Regions from separate parts of the Mus musculus genome. Here region 2 is linked to region 1. A link is a contact called in public Hi-C data. All regions are on one chromosome and are shown on one strand. The core of a region is the stretch at or near the end of the contact, and the rest is flanking DNA. Distances in the headings are between cores, read along the strand shown. Region 1 holds the start of A330074K22Rik (RIKEN cDNA A330074K22 gene). Region 2 has its middle 4.5 kb from the start of Gm32968.

Evidence for each region. A called contact is a pair of places that touch in the nucleus more often than the background predicts.
Region 2: a contact with region 1 is called in a Hi-C map of the N1E-115 cell line, with 3 times the contacts expected there. The contact joins the enhancer-like site here to the promoter of A330074K22Rik in region 1. A contact is called at or near these places in 5 of 484 Hi-C or Micro-C datasets (the G1E-ER4 cell line, the N1E-115 cell line, cardiomyocytes and 2 more), 3 of 115 datasets of contacts at active chromatin or transcription factors (embryonic midbrain, embryonic stem cells and pancreatic cancer cells) and 1 of 9 other capture datasets (adipose tissue).

The regions. Positions count from the first base shown.
Region 1 is chr8:120,224,825-120,232,285 of GRCm38.p6, reverse strand. It overlaps A330074K22Rik (RIKEN cDNA A330074K22 gene), which reads left to right and starts at 4,056. Exons shown (of 3, transcript NR_110496.1): 1 at 4,056-4,361. It also overlaps a transcript of Gse1 not described here.
Region 2 is chr8:120,319,495-120,326,955 of GRCm38.p6, reverse strand. It overlaps a transcript of Gse1 not described here. Among named protein-coding and RNA genes, the nearest start is that of Gm32968, 4.5 kb to the left of the region's middle. Within about 2 kb of position 3,590, at least 127 of the 459 cell types and tissues checked have an H3K27ac peak or open chromatin away from gene starts, as enhancers often do. A contact at or near this core is called in the G1E-ER4 cell line, the N1E-115 cell line, adipose tissue and 2 more, where this site is marked.

The DNA of each region.
Region 1 (7,461 bases), core at 2,807-5,306:
CCCACACAGCGCTGTAGCATACCTCCAGCATGCACCTGGCCCCAGGGGCTGTAGCCTTACATGATGTGCCTTCTGCCCTGACGGAGGGGCATCGGGAGCAGCTTCAATGCAGTGAGCTTGGCCAGGGACATTCAAATGTCCCCTGATTCACTTAATTATCAGAATGTCCCTACAAACCATGTGGCCTGTAGTCCTACTTCTCAGCCAAGAGAACTGAGCCCAGCCAGGATAAGAACTTGTTGGCAGACAGCTCTGCTGTGAAGACGACAGCAGTGGCAGGCAGGGACCAGGCCTGGCTTGCCCCAGAGCCAAGCTCTTCTGACACACTTCAGGCCTTGCAGAGCTGTCCCTTCCAAGACCCAGCAACAACCTCAGCATAGACTGCCACACACCTGTGGCTAAGGGAAGGCTGGGTGTCCCACGCCAAAAGCAGGTGAATCTCTGCTTATAGGGGGAGGGGTGTTGGGGGTTGCCTTCAAAACCTTAAAGGTACCTCCAGTCCAAAGCCAACTCTAGGGACGAAGGATAAGGGCAGTATGTGAGGCAGGGGGACTGTGAGCCAGGAGAAGGGTACCCAGGCACATCAGAGGCTGCTTCATAAGTTAGCCTTCCTGTGCTCAGGCATCACACATGTGTGCATGTACACACACACATGTGAGTGTGCAAAATTGCAAGACCTAGATAGACACTACACACAAACCACCATTCCTGAGCGGGTCCCACCTATCCACCTTTGTGTCTCTGTCTGCAAGACCCTGGCCTATCACTACCACATAGGCCTCTGCCCAGTACAGGACAGGACAGGACAGTCTGGGAGGAATTAGGATCCCAGCCCAAGGGCAGAACAGTGAGTACAAACCAGATGCCTGCCTGTCACTCCCCTTCCCCAGGGCCACCTGGCCAGCTCCTACCCTGGTTCTTACAAAGCTGGGTCCCAATGTCCCAGGGTCTAGACTACCTCCTACCAGGCAGACAGCTGCATCTTGAGAACAGGCCTCAGGCCTCTGCCCAACTCCAAGCAGCTGACTCGCAAAGAAGAGACCCTTTCCACTGCAAAGGTTGTCTAGGCCACTGTCCCGAGTCCCATGCGCCTGTGTCCCATGCCTACGCGTCTGGAATCTGTGGCCATCTGCTTCATAAAGCCACCGGGAAGACTCAAACGAAAGGCACTTGGGTGAGAATCTTGGGAAGGAGGAGGAGGCGGCCAGGAGCTAGTGAGAGGAACTCGCGACGGGGACCTCCGGGTGACCTGTGTGGCTGCACTAATTACCAATGTTATCGGGCATCCGACAGCCTTGCCCTGAACTTCCTCCATTTGATAGATGGGCAGCAAACACGCCCAGTGTCAGCCCCATGCCTGCTGATTCCAACAGCAGCTATTCAACCACTCCTGCCCCCAGATCCTCCAACCTCCTGCCCCATGCCTCCAAGGTCAGCCAAGCTCACAAACCAAAGAAAACGCCTCCTGCTGGGACAGACCATGCTGAACCAATACCACCACCGAGGAACAGAAGACATCTCTCTTTTGACAACACTGATGCTCCAGGAGATGAAAGCCACTACTTACCTTTGTTACTCCTGCCGTTGGGGAGCTCCAGCCAATGGGTCCCTGGCTGGCAACCCCTTGGCCTGCACAAACCAGGGTCCCGCATTCCACACAGGCACCGATGATCAGCTGCCGGCCATCATCCACCAACAGGCTGTGGCTGGCTCTCAGGGTATACAGGAACAAGGGGAGCCTGGCCACTCTCACTGACTTCAGCCCCAGACACCGTTTCTTCTCTTGCTGACAGAAGAAGCACACGAATGTGTCCACTTGGTACTGCCTCGACCAGGCGCTGACCGGCTGGTGAGCGGCTCTGGCTTCGTGCTGCAGCCACTGACCCAGCAGGTCATGATAGCAGAGCACACAGGTTGCCACCAGGCCCGTGGAGTCTGCAGGCCTGGCCCGTGGGGCGGGCGGATAGACGGTGAGGAAGGGAAAAAAGGGTTCCTTCTCGCCCAGGTGGCTGGCGGGGTTCATGCTGAGTTGGAACTCCTTGCCCGGCCCCAGCTCAGCCCCGCAGATGTAGCAGACCGCAGGCGGGCCTCCCTGCGCAGAAGCGGGCAGTTCGCTCAGGGTAGGGTCCGAGGCAGAGAAGGCTTGGTGGTACCTGCCCAGGAAGCCTTGCACAGAGCTGATGAGCTCACGGTTGTGCGATGCCCGGTACAGGGCCCAGACGTCCTCCAAGACGCTGAAGCACTTGGGGCAGCTGCGAACCTCGCAGCGCTTGTTGGGGGGCCGAGCGTTGGGTGGGCAGGGCAGGAGGCTAAGGAAGGGGAAGTGCATGGAGCCCCCAGAGTTGCCGTTGACAAGGCGGGAGGGCACAGCCCGGGCATCCCGTGTACAGTCCTCCCCACAGAGGTAGCAGGCTTCCCGCAGTAGCCCCGCGGTGGGGGCGGGAACCTCTTCCCTAGGGAGTCTCCGGGCCTTGGAGGCCATGCCGGGGGCGTGGCTGTTCAGGGGCACCACGTAGAGCCGCTGCAAGACCGGCACGTTGGCTAGCTCAAAGCTCTGCCACTGGTGTGTGAGGGACGAGAAGCAGCAGGGACACACGAGGGTGCTGCCCGCCTCAGTGATGGGCTGGGCGCCGGGCGGGGGGCTATGTAGCCACAGGAAGGGGAAGAAGGGCGCCTGGGCGGGAGTCTCCTGCTTCTGCACGTGGATCTGCTGCTGCGAGGCCGGTGACAGCGCCGAGCCACAGACGTAGCAACAGCGGGCCTGGCTGTCCGCGGGTATCCGGGGAGGCCGCTCCAGCCCTTCGTCCCCGAGGCTCCCGGCGACGTCGTTGCCCTCGGGGGTGCTACTGCGCTCTGGGGGCGCCGCGGGCCGGCTGGAGGCGGCGCCGTCCGTGCCGTCGGGCGCAGCGGGGCCGGGCCAGGGTTCCTGGATGCCCCTCAGCACGCTGGCTCGCGGCTCCGGAGCCCAGTGCGCCCCTGGCCCCGTGCGCCGGCGCCGGGCTCCGGACTTGCTGGAGTCGTGCGCATCCTCGGGCTCAGGCTCCGGCTCCGGCTCGGGCTCGGGCTCGGGCTCGGGCTCCGGTTCGGGCAGCGCGTCGGCGTCCGACAGCTCCGACAGCTCCGAGTCGCGCGCGTCCTCGGTGTTCCACTCGCGGGCCCCGCGCCGGCCAGCCGCGCTCGCGTCGCACTGATGCGGCCTCTTGAGCCAGTACACGCGCTTGTCCACGGGCGTGCGCGCGCGCTCGAAGGCGGCCCACTGCTCGGCCAGGAAGCAGCGGCACACGGCGCACACCAGCACGCAGCCATCGGTCGCGCTCAGCCCGCGCGCGCCGGGCGCCGGCTCCTGCTGCTGCAGGAACGGGAAGAAGGGCTGCGCGGGGCCCGCCGGCCTCACCGGCAGCTTCAGCTCCTTGCCGCGCGCGATGCCGCCGCCGCAGATGAAGCACGACAGGGCCGCGCCCGCCGCTGCCATGAGCCGCTGCTTACGGGAGAGCGGCGCCGCCCGGCCGCTCATGGCCCGGCCGCCGCGTCCGCCTCCGCGCGCCCCGCGGCTGCCGCTGCTCGGGCCGCGCGCACCGAGGCCCCGCGCCCAACTCGCAAAGTTTGGCGCGCGGCGGCGCGCACGCGGCCCGGGGCGCACCGAGGGTCTCCGCGGCGGTGCCCGGGGCTGCCGAGTCCCGGCGGGTGGCGGCGCGGGCCCAGGCGGCGCCGGAGAGCGCGCCCGGAACGCGGCGGTGGCGACGGTGGCGACGGGCCCCGGGCGGCTGCGGCGGCCGCATGTGCGAGCTCCGGCGCCGGCCCGAGCGTCGGGTCATTTAATTGGGGAGGAGGGAGGCGGGGCGGCGCGGGGCGGAGGGCGCGGGAGGGAGGCGGAGGCGGAGAAGCCTTCCCTCGCGCCGCCCTGCTGCCCGCCTCTTCCCAGGCTCCTCCTCCCCTGACTCGGACTCCTCCTTCTCCTAATCCTCCTCTCCCTCCTCTCCTCCCCTACCTCCTCCTCCTCCTTCTAATCCTCCTCCTCTTCTTACCTCTCTCCGCCCCTCCTCCTCTGACTCATCCTCTCCTCTCGATTCCTCCTCCCCTGACCTCTTCTCTTCCCCAACCCCCTCCTCCACCCCCTCCTCCTCTCTCCCCACCCTCTCCTACCCCCTCACCCCCCTGTGTCCCAAACTATGGCACAATAGGCCCCAGCTCCTCTGTCTATTCTGTGTCCAGCAGGAGCCCGCGGTGATTCATTGCTCCAATTAGGGGCTCTGCAGCCCGTGGCTCGGGCTGTCTGAAGGGTCTCCTTTGGGACCCACGAAACCCATCAGCCGCTGCCGCTGATCTTTAAGAAAAGGTCAAGCCGGACGCGCTAGTGCCAGGTGAGGACGATGGGTGTCTAGGGAGGCTTGGGAAGGGTAACCCCCCTCCAAGATCTGGGGAGGTCCTGGCCCTTCAGCAGCCCAGGGTTGGGGGTCACCTTTCTAAGCCCAGTGCCCTAGTTTTGAAGACAGAGGAAAGAGGAGTTGTCTCCTGCATCACCCTGGAGACAAAGTCCTCCCAGCCTATCTCCCCTCTCCCCCTCCCTCTGACTGGACAGGGCCCACCAGATCACCCTAGGGGTAGAGGTAAGAAGGGTACTGTGTGTCCTGGGACTAAGGACTCAACCTCTCTGTGCCCTTTTCCTTCTTGTTAAAGTGTTCCTGCTGAGACCACAGATATCCAGGACTTAGTGTATTGTATGCAGATACATTGTAGTTATTTAATGCAGAGACAAACCCTTTGCAGGCCAAGTTCAGAGCTGTTACATGCCTCTTAGTTACTTCCCCACAAGAAGCAAGTGTGGGATGCCCCTCATTTTATGACTCAAGAGGCCAGGCAGGATTCAGACCCAGGCAGCAGGGTTCTGCTAGGAGTATGTGGCCTCCCCAGGCAGACATCTGGCCCCTGTCACCCAGAAGCTGCTGGAGACTGTCCTTGGCGCCTCCTAGGCACACAGGCACACACATGTATGACACACACACACACAGATGGTGCCCTTTGGCTCAGGCTGGGTCACTAAGCAATCGTCTCCCATCTGTAAAAGGAGCCCTCAAAGCTTCAAAACTGTGAGCAGTTACTTTCCAGAAGCTTCCAGCTGTCTACCCTGCCAGCTGGAGATGGTGCCTGAACCCCAAAGGCAGGAGCCCCACCACCACCACTGCCACCACTTGGTGAGCTGACATGTAAATAAGGCTGCTCCCCCCCCCCTCCAAATGAGCAGGAGGAAGGGCCTCTTGGGAATCCCTAACATTCCAGAGCTCCAGAATCAACTGGGGTGGGGTGTCAACATGGCAGAGGATGGGACTCTGTCCCTTCCCTGGCCCAAAAAAGTGCTGGCTCAGCAAATTGTCTCGCAGACCAGGGCGGGGAGGCATCCCCTGGCTGCTGGCGTGGTTCATACCTTGTTAGAGGAGAGGCTGATGAAAGGACCCTGTCTGTTCTTACTCAGGAAGGGCCTGGGTGTCTCACTCCATAGGAAGGAGCCTGGGAAAGCTGTTCCTACCTAAGCTCACCCAGGTCTCCCTCAGCCTGGCCCAGCTGCCCATCTTCAGAGCCCTTAAGTCTCTCTCAGCCTTAGGATCTCAGCTGGGGCTGCCGTTTTCCCTCCATGTCTGTTCATCGTCCATTTTCTTTCTTATTTCCTTTGCCCTCTTCTGCCTCCTGCACCCTTTTGTCTCCCAAGAGCCAATCCTCCTAAGTCCATCCTGCACACAGCATAGCCAAGACTGGCTTCATACCTAAGTCCAAAGCCCTAAACCCCATCCTGCCAGCTGTGTGTACCTAAGGCAGAGGCAGACCTCATAACTCTACAAACCTCAGTCTCCTGCTATGTGCAATGGGCACAAGCTTCCTCCATGGTAGTCCAAATGAAAGCAAGAGATGCCTGGCACAGGAGGCTGATATGACAGGAGACTATGTATGTGCATGTTAGCAAGTGTGTGTGTTGATACATACATACATGTGCTGTGTATATACACATGTATGTACTGGTGTTTGTGTAAACAAGTGTAGGCATACATGCGTGTTTTACATTTGTTTGTGTGTACTAATGCATAGATACATACACATGCATATGTATTTGAATATGCAACTCCAGACATCCATATATGTATGGTGCACACATGTGTTTATGTGTTATACAGACATGTATTTGTGTTTACAGGCAGGCATGTGTGTGTGTGTGTACTCTGCAGGCACGTGAATGTATGTGCATGTATGCACATATTTGTGTGTGTGCCTCTGTGTGTGAAGTGGGCGGGAGGAGTGGGTTGTGTTTCTCTCAGCGGCTGAATGACTCAGGAAATCCCCTGGCACAAATCAGAGGAGGAAGAAGACAGGTGACGCTGCTGAGTCATATGGGGGTGGGTGACATGGTGGCAGAGCCACAGCACAGCCAGACATACCAGACTGACATCATAGCAACATTGACTAGCTAGCTCTGTGACCTGAGGGGTGGGGGAAGAGGGCGGTGGGGTGCTTCTGAGCTCTCTGGGCCCCTTTCTTTTCATCAGGAAAGCGGAGCTAACAAAAGGGTACATTCTTTAGGGCTGAGAGAAGCAGAACGGAGGCCATCCTGACAGTGCAGGATCTCCAGAGACTGAGGCGAGAGGATCTCAAGTTCAAGGCTAGCCTGGGCTACACAGTGAGACCCTGTCTAAGAGGAAAGAGCTGAGGGATTCAGGCTCCATCTCACTACAGGCTGAGTAATGCTGAATGCATGGCTGGTCCCTCTGGGACCAACGCCTGCCTCCCTGCAAAACACATGGCTTGTGGCATTGTGCCCCAGCTTTCCCCACGAAGGGTCTGAGGTTCAGAGTAAGGAGAAAGCAGCCCCCAGGAGCAGGCTGAGTGAGGAAACCCACCCCTAGGCTCCTTAATAAGCTGACAGGAGGTTCACTCTAAATCCAGTGTGAAGCAGGAACTGCCTCAGAATCTCATCTGTCTTCTTTGTGTGTTCCCAACCACAGACCTAAGGAAACCGAAACTCTCACAGTCTCTGGTCTGGACACAGAGCTAACTGTGTGGTGCCAGATGTTCAAAACACCCAGGCACCTTAGTTTTTACTCTATGTTCCCAAGTCGTTCCAGCACCAAACCTGGCTGCTCAGATGTACAAAGAAAGCTCCAACTGGACAGCCCTATCCACCTGTGCCTGTCAAGAGTGCCTGCATCTGGATTCAGGGTACCCAGCAGAACCATCCATCCCCTGCCTGCAGCTGTGGAGGGAGGGGCCACGCCCCTTCCCTGCCTGTTACTTTCCAAGGCCTGAATAACCTTGCATCTCCCAGCAGCCCTGGCTCAGGGCAGAGAAAGCACAGCCTACAGGTTCCATGGAGAACATAACACAGAAGGACAGAGGATCTGGTCGCAGCCCACATTTGCAGCTGCCTGTGGGGGCATCTCCCAAACCGCCCCCCACCCCCACCCCCACCCCCAGCTG
Region 2 (7,461 bases), core at 2,341-4,840, 95 kb before region 1:
GACCAGCTGGACTCATAGACAAGGGATGTGTCGGCAGATGGATCGTGCCTTGAGGAAACATAAGGTGGCCCAGGTCAGCTGCCTCCTGGCCACACTGCTTGAGAGACAAGAGTCACTATAACATCTCTAATCGGTCCCTTTGCCCTGTGGAGAACGGTCAGGTCAAAAGCTATCACAGTCCCTGCAGCAGGGACCCTGCGTGGCTCTGTGCACTGGCTTGTCCTTCTGCAGCTGCCTCTCAGGCTGGACCCTGCCTCCTGCTTTCTTCCACCCGGCTTGCACACCTGTCCCCGCCCTGTCCTGGGGTATGTCCTGGCCCTGTGATCAGTCACCACTCTTCCCTCCAGGCATCCTCTCAAACAGCCCTCTGTCCTGACCCTGTGGCCAGCACTGGCCAGCAGCTCCGCTCTGAGAGTGTGGGGGCTTCCTCACACGGCCATGGAAAGGACATTTGCAGCTCAGGTGCTTAGCTCCATTTCAGAAGCATAGACAAGGGACAGAGCCCGGAGAGCCAACTCTTGTAGAACAGGGATGAGGCCCTGGGTTCAAGCTCCAACTCTGAGTAAAACCCCAACCCAGCCCCCAAAAAAGTCACAAATCTTTTTAAGGTAAGTGTAGCCAATTCAGTACTGGAGAAGCTGGCACTGGTTGCAGGCTTACTCTCTGAGATTGGGGGGCGGGGGGGCAGACAGGCAGAGAGAAATACCCGAGGTCTGCCTCAAAAATTTAATGAGACCCTGTCTCAAAATGAAAATTAAAAAAAAAGAGGGGGGCTGGTGAGATGGCTCAGTGGGTAAGAGCACCCGACTGCTCTTCCAAAGGTCCAGAGTTCAAATCCCAGCAACCACATGGTGGCTCACAACCATCCGTAACAAGATCTGACTCCCTCTTCTGGTGTGTCTGAAGACAGCTACAGTGTATTTACATATAATAAATAAATAAATCTGATTTATTTAAAAAAAAAAGAGGGCTGGGGTGTGGCTCAGTGGTAGAGTGTTTGCATTTGGGGTTCAATATCTAATACTAAGATGACAATGGGGGAGGGCTTAACATGTTAAAAATGGATTCCCACCCCTCGTTCAGCCGTCTGTCTCCTTTGCCATGGTCAGAGTTCCTCCCACAGAGGCTGCCTAGAGCGCCCTCCAGCAAAAGCCGTAAGCCAGAGGCTGGTCACCAGCACTTTGACACCTAGTGTCCACTGTGGGCACGGCCAGGCCCTCCTGGGCATGACTATACCAAATAAGGATCTTAGCCTGGGCCCTGCTTTGCCTTGGGCATGTGGCTGGTATCCTGTCCCTCCCTAAGTGTCTTCCTTCATCAGCAACAGCAGATGCAAGGGCTGAGACAGTTTGTGGCTTAATCAAGATAGGGAACTCTGGAGCCAGGAAGAACGGGTCCCCAGGCAGCTGAGTCTCTTGCAGATGCCCCAGAAGATAGAGATGGGCTGGCCCTCAAGGGAGCTGCCTGGGAGGTAAGAGGAGATACAGGCAGGAGCGAGTGCCAGCCGGAAGCTGAGGGTGGGACAGATGGCCAGCAAGCTCTCTGGTGGCTGAAGAGCCCTAGAGGCAATGTTAGCTAGGGGACTAGAGAAGGAAGGGGCTCATGTTGACACCACATGGACCTCATGTGTGTGTGCATGTGTGGGAGTGTGGCAAGCTGCAAGTGTCTCTGTCTCTCTTATAAACACACAGAGACAGAGAGAGACAGACAGAGAAAGAAACACACAGACAGAGGCAGAGGCAGAGACAGAGGCAGAGGCAGAGGCAGAGGCAGAGAGAGCGAGAGTGCTGAGACCAGCACAGTATTACATCTTAGATCCTCCTCCTATAGCTTGGGTCCCTTAGGCTCTCTGTCCCCCAGGTATGTGTGACTAAGGGTCCTGCAGGCTCCAGCTGCATAGTGACAGCTCAACTTGGACTGGAGGAAGTCAGAAGCCAGGCCTTGGTCTTGAGAGTTACCCAGATGCTTTCAGACACTGCCCTGTGGGGTTGCATCCCACCAACATGGCCTGATGGTGCAGCCCTCAGCTGGCCCCAGAATCCTTGCTTCCCTGTGTCCTCTGCCTGATGTCCCTCCTCCAGCTGTCCCTGAGTGACCAGAAGGGCAGGAAGACCTCTTGGAAAAGGGCAGGGTGCAGGAAGAGGAAGTGAGGTGGGGGCAGAATGACTCTGCTGGCTTCCTGGGGCAAGCGACATGAAAGGGCCCGTTGTCCAGGAGGGAGAAGGCCGAGGAGGCCTGGCTGCCACCCAGTGGTGCAGGCCAAGCTGGGATTTCCACCAGGGTGGTCTCTGGTCAGTAGCAGTCCTGCCCAACCAGTGGGCTAAGGATTAGGCAAGGTGCCTCAGGCTTTGTAGGAGGCTACACACCATAGTCAGTGAGCCCCAGGAGGGTCACACAGCCCCAGGGACACCCTGAAGCTTGCCTCCATGTAGGCCATAGAAGGACTTAGCCCATGAATTCAGTCTGCACAGGGGCAAACTAGGGACGATGGGGTTTTGCAGGGAGTAGGGCATCAGGGTAGCAGACTTGGGATAAGAACCACATTCTCATGAGTGTCTAGCCGCAGCAGCAGAGTCTGGGGATCTCTTTACCCACAGAACGGCCAGACCTTGCCTCATCCCTCCTGTAAGAGACCCCTGGGTTTGTCTCAGGCCTATAGAGCAGGTTGGGATGAGGTGCTGACTGTATGTACGTTCAGGTGACCCTGGGGCCACTGTGAGATCTGGTTTCAGGGAGCCCACTGCTTCACAGACTTGTGGACCCCACAGTCTAAGACCTGCTTCCTTTTTAGTCCTGGCACCTTGGGCATGCATACTGGCTTAGAGTCTTATGTGAGAGATGCCTTGCCCTAGACAGCGAGGGGACTGGAGGGTTCAGCTATGCCTGATCAGATGGCCAATGTGAACTGGAATCCACAAGATCTCCTGGGATACACTGACCACACTTCATGTCCTCAGGGTCTGGAAGGAGGGTCCCTTGCTGTCACCAAGCAAACAGGGAGTAGGTGGAATTGGGGAGACTTCTACCCACTGGCCTCCCGGCCCCCTGGCCAGCCTGCAGAGCCAAAGGCAGAATAGAAAGTATCGTGAGGAGTGAGAAGAGACAGGACCAGCCCCACTGAGTCTAACTGTACTTTCTGAAAGTCTCTCTGGGCTCCTACACTGGAGAACCCCCAAACTGAACAACCTGAACCTCTCAATCAGGAGAGACGAACAGAGTCCAGGCACCCTGGGAGAAAAGAAAGCAAACAAGGAGGAGTCAAAGATCAGGTCAGAACGAGGGTCTGGGGAGACAGTAGCGGTGATGGCTCTCACAGTGTGACACAGCTTTCTCTCAGGGCACACACACTAGCTGCTTGACCCCTGAGGACAGTTTCATCCCACAACCTCTGAGGGGGCTGTTGGCTGCTATTGCCATGTTGGAGACAGCGAAGTCCCCAGTCGTGACATCCATCCATCCATCCACCATCCATCTATCTATCACTGCTCCAGGAGAGCCCTCCGGGTTCCCCCTCTTATATGGTGGGTCAGCAAGGCATGGGCCTCGGGAGCAGCTGCGAGGCAGCCGGCAGGAGGCCAAACGCTGCAGAGCTTTGGAGCGCCAAGCCAGCAGGGACAGAGGGGCGGGTCAGGGGTGAGGCTGTGCTAAGTGGCTTATGCAGCTTGGGAGACGACTGACAGGCGGCTGGATTAACAAAGACGGGCTCTGTTCCCCGGCAGGTCATGTGGAAAGCTCGGCCGTGACCTCGTCACTTCTCCTTTTTAATTTTTTTGTAAGAAGAGATGTTTGTTCCTGAGCCCGGGGTGGGCGAGGGAGGGGTGGCTGCTACTCAGCCAGCTGTAGCCACATCAGCTGCCGGGCACAATGAACACACAATGGTGTGTCACCCAGCCCTAGAAGGCTCCCACCCCAGGCTGCCATCACAGGGCCGTCTGCCCGCCGATCTGCGCTACCACACATGACCCTGAGAGCCAGTGTGGTGTCTGCAGAGGGCTGCAGGGGGGACAGACCCTGACAGCAGGAGCTCACAGCGGCCAAAGGGGTGTCACAGACTCAGCAGACTGCAGTGTAGTTACATTGGCAAAATCCTGGCTTAATGTGCTTTTAAGTTCATCCCACCCGTTTATTTATATTTTGTTTGTTTTTGAGACAGGCTCTCAGGTAGTCCAAGTAGCCTGGAATTTGCTATGTAGTTGAGGATGACCTTGGAGCTCAGATCCTCCTGCTTCTACCTCCCCAGTGCTAGGACCACAGGCACGCACCACCATGCTCAGTTCCTGGGATGCTGGGGATCAGACCAAGAGCTTTGTGCGTGCCAGGTGAGCACACTGCCATCGCCCAGCTAATCCACAGTCTCCTTTCTACATTTGCAATGTAGCTAGCTAAAGGCTGGTGTGGAGCGTGTGCCCTGCATCAACCAAAAGGCTAAATGAGTGAATGAGTGGATGAATGAATGAATGAATGAATGAAACTATGTTATCTACTTGAATTTGCCCACCTGGCCACCATCACATCTTTAGAGCCTCACCAATCCACAGACACCCAGATCCATGGCTGGCCACACGAATATAGTCTCCTGACCTGTCCTGATCCCAGGCCGACTTTGAAATCATGTGAAGCTGTACTTGTGATCTGTCACCAAACAGAACCAGAGTGTACAACCACCACCACCACCATCACCACAGGCCCAAGAAAGCTGGGAAAAGCCTAAATCCCACCCCCCCCCCAGGGGCTTCACTTCCCCTGTGACCTCGCAGGCCTAGCTGCTGGCAGCCTTCTCCGCAGGTCATGAGGAGGGGGGGTTTCCGGGGGGGGGGGTGTAGCAGCAACATAGGATCCAAGAAGCCGGCCTTGATCTGGTGACTCCAGAATGGTCTCTGGTCTAAATCTTCTGCTTCAGACTAAGCGGAAGTAGACAGAGTTCAAGGGCATATTCGGACCAGACAGCCTTAGTGCTAAAAAAAAAAAAAAAACAAACCAAAAACACGTGGTCATCTGTATAAAAAGATTTTATTATGTACACAGCATTCTGCCTGCATGTGTGCCTGCAGCCCAGCAGAGGGCGCCAGATCTCATTACAGATGGTTGTGAGCCACCATGTGGTTGCTGGTAATTGAACTCAGCACCTCTGGAAGAGCAGCCAGCGCTCTTAACCTCTGAGCCATCTCTCCAGCAAGCCATAGTCATTTTTTTTTTAAAAATTGTATTTCTATATTTATTCATTCACCTACTCTTTCGTGTGATGTGTTTAGGTGTGCCTGTGCCACTGTGTACGTGTGAAGGTCAGAGGGTGAGATCCACCTTCCAGCTGGGCCCTGGGGATTGAACTCAGACCATCAGTCAGTGCAGAAAGCCTAGGCTCCTGAGTCGGGCCTATAGCGTGGTGCACACTCCTGGTTCCTAACCCACTGAACTATCCTGCCAGCCCCATGGTCATCGTTGTTGGGGACTGGAGAATTGCTACTGTACTGGGGAATAAATCCAGGGCCTTATGCAGACTAGGCACAATATCCTGAGCTACATCCCTAGTCCTTTTTAATTTTTAATTTTTTCTTTTTTTTTAAAGGATGTATTTATTTTATGCATGTGAGTACCCTGTAGCTGTAGACGCACCAGAAATGGGCATCGGATCCCGTTACAGAAGATGGTTGTGAGCCACCATGTGGGTGTCGGGAGTTGAACTCAGGACCCCTGGAAGAGCAGTCAGTGCTCTTAACCACCAAGCCATCTCTCCCACCCAATTTTTCTTTCTTTTGAGACAGTTGCAGTAAGCTATCCAAGTTGTCCAGACAGGCCTCCTCGCCTCTGCCTCCAAAGTAGCTAGATTAGAGTTTGTGTAAACAAACTCAGCAAAGTATATATTCTTGGGCTGGTGAGATGGCTCAGTGGGTAAGAGTACCCGACTGCTCTTCCGAAGGTCAGGAGTTCAAATCCCAGCAACCACATGGTGGCTCACAACCATCCGTATCAAGATCTGACTCCCTCTTCTGGAGTGTCTGAAGACAGCTACAGTGTACTTACATATAATCAATAAATAAAAAATCTTAAAAAAAAAGTATATATTCTTTTGGGGATGTTCATTGAGAACTTCCCCTCAAAGACCATTTTTGGGGTTCAGTGTTCATAACGGTTACTCTCGACTGTCACTTGGCCAGATCAGAATCACCTCTAAGAAACAAGTGTCCAATCACGTTTGTGAGGAAGTTTCTAGACCTAATTATTGAGGGGGGGGGGGAGACTCAGTCTGACTGAGGGCCACAACACGCCACAGGCTGGCGAGCTGAGCACCAGCATCCGACTCTGTCTGCTTGCTGACTCTGGATGCCATGTGCCCAGTGGTCTCATGCTCCTACCTCCATGCTGGATTGTCCTGTCAAACTGAGAGTAAAAGTAAACACTTCCTTCCTGCCTGCCTGGCTTCCTTCCCTCCCCTCTCTCCCTCCCTCCCTCCCTCCCTCCCTTCCTTCCTTCCTTCCTTCCTTCCATCCATCCATTGCTTTTGCAGGACATTTTATCAAACCAGAGAGAAAGGTACCCACTCCAGTCTGGGTTTGGTTTTTTTTCCCTTTCTGTATCCCACCACTCCCAGCATGGGGTCGGAGTCCCATGGGGGCGGAGTCAAGTCTTTTTAAATTTTATTTATTTTATTTTATGTGCATCGGTGGTTTGCCTGCATGTATACCTGTGAAGGCGCCAGATCTCCTGGAATTGGAGCTACAGACAGTTGTGAGCTGCCATGTGGTTGCTGGTAATTGAACCCTGGTCCTCTGGAAGAGCAGCCAGTGCTCTTAACTACGGAGCCATTACTCAGCCCGGGGCTCAACTCTTAATAAATGGATAAGAAAACTTCCCTTAGCAATAGGCTATAGGAGGATGCCCACATTTACTAGAAGGCCTCCTGATGTCATGGGTGTCCCTACCTCCAACCAGCCAGACCGACACCCAGGTACCTCAGAAAGCAACAAGCTGCAGGTGTATTCCACCATCCCGCTAGCTCCTCCCACACGTGCCCTATGGCCCTTGCTGGAAGGCACCAGCTCCTTCTGATGCCTCAGTTTCCTTAACTGTAAGATGGGAGCAACCTGGATGTGGCACCCGGGTGGGGGTGCTGTGAAGGTCCAAGGAACAAGTCCAGGTATCATTGGTACAGGGCAGGCTCTTTGTCAAGTAACAGCCACTTCATGTCTGGGGCTCATATAGACAGACAATTGAATCGACAGGGTCAGCGCAGAGGACAGGCACTCCTGCGCCCTCTGGTGGCAGGGAGGGCTTCGTGCAGGAGACAGGCAGGAGCAGCACCTTGGCTGACCACCGGAGGGCAGCCACACCCAGGCAGCTCCCTGGTAGCACCCTTGGGTGTGACTCAACAGAGAAACCCAAAGATGGACCCACTCACTTCCTGGCCGTGTGCTGACCTCTGTGTGACTGGACCTGAGGCTGGAAAGGCCACAGGCCATGGGC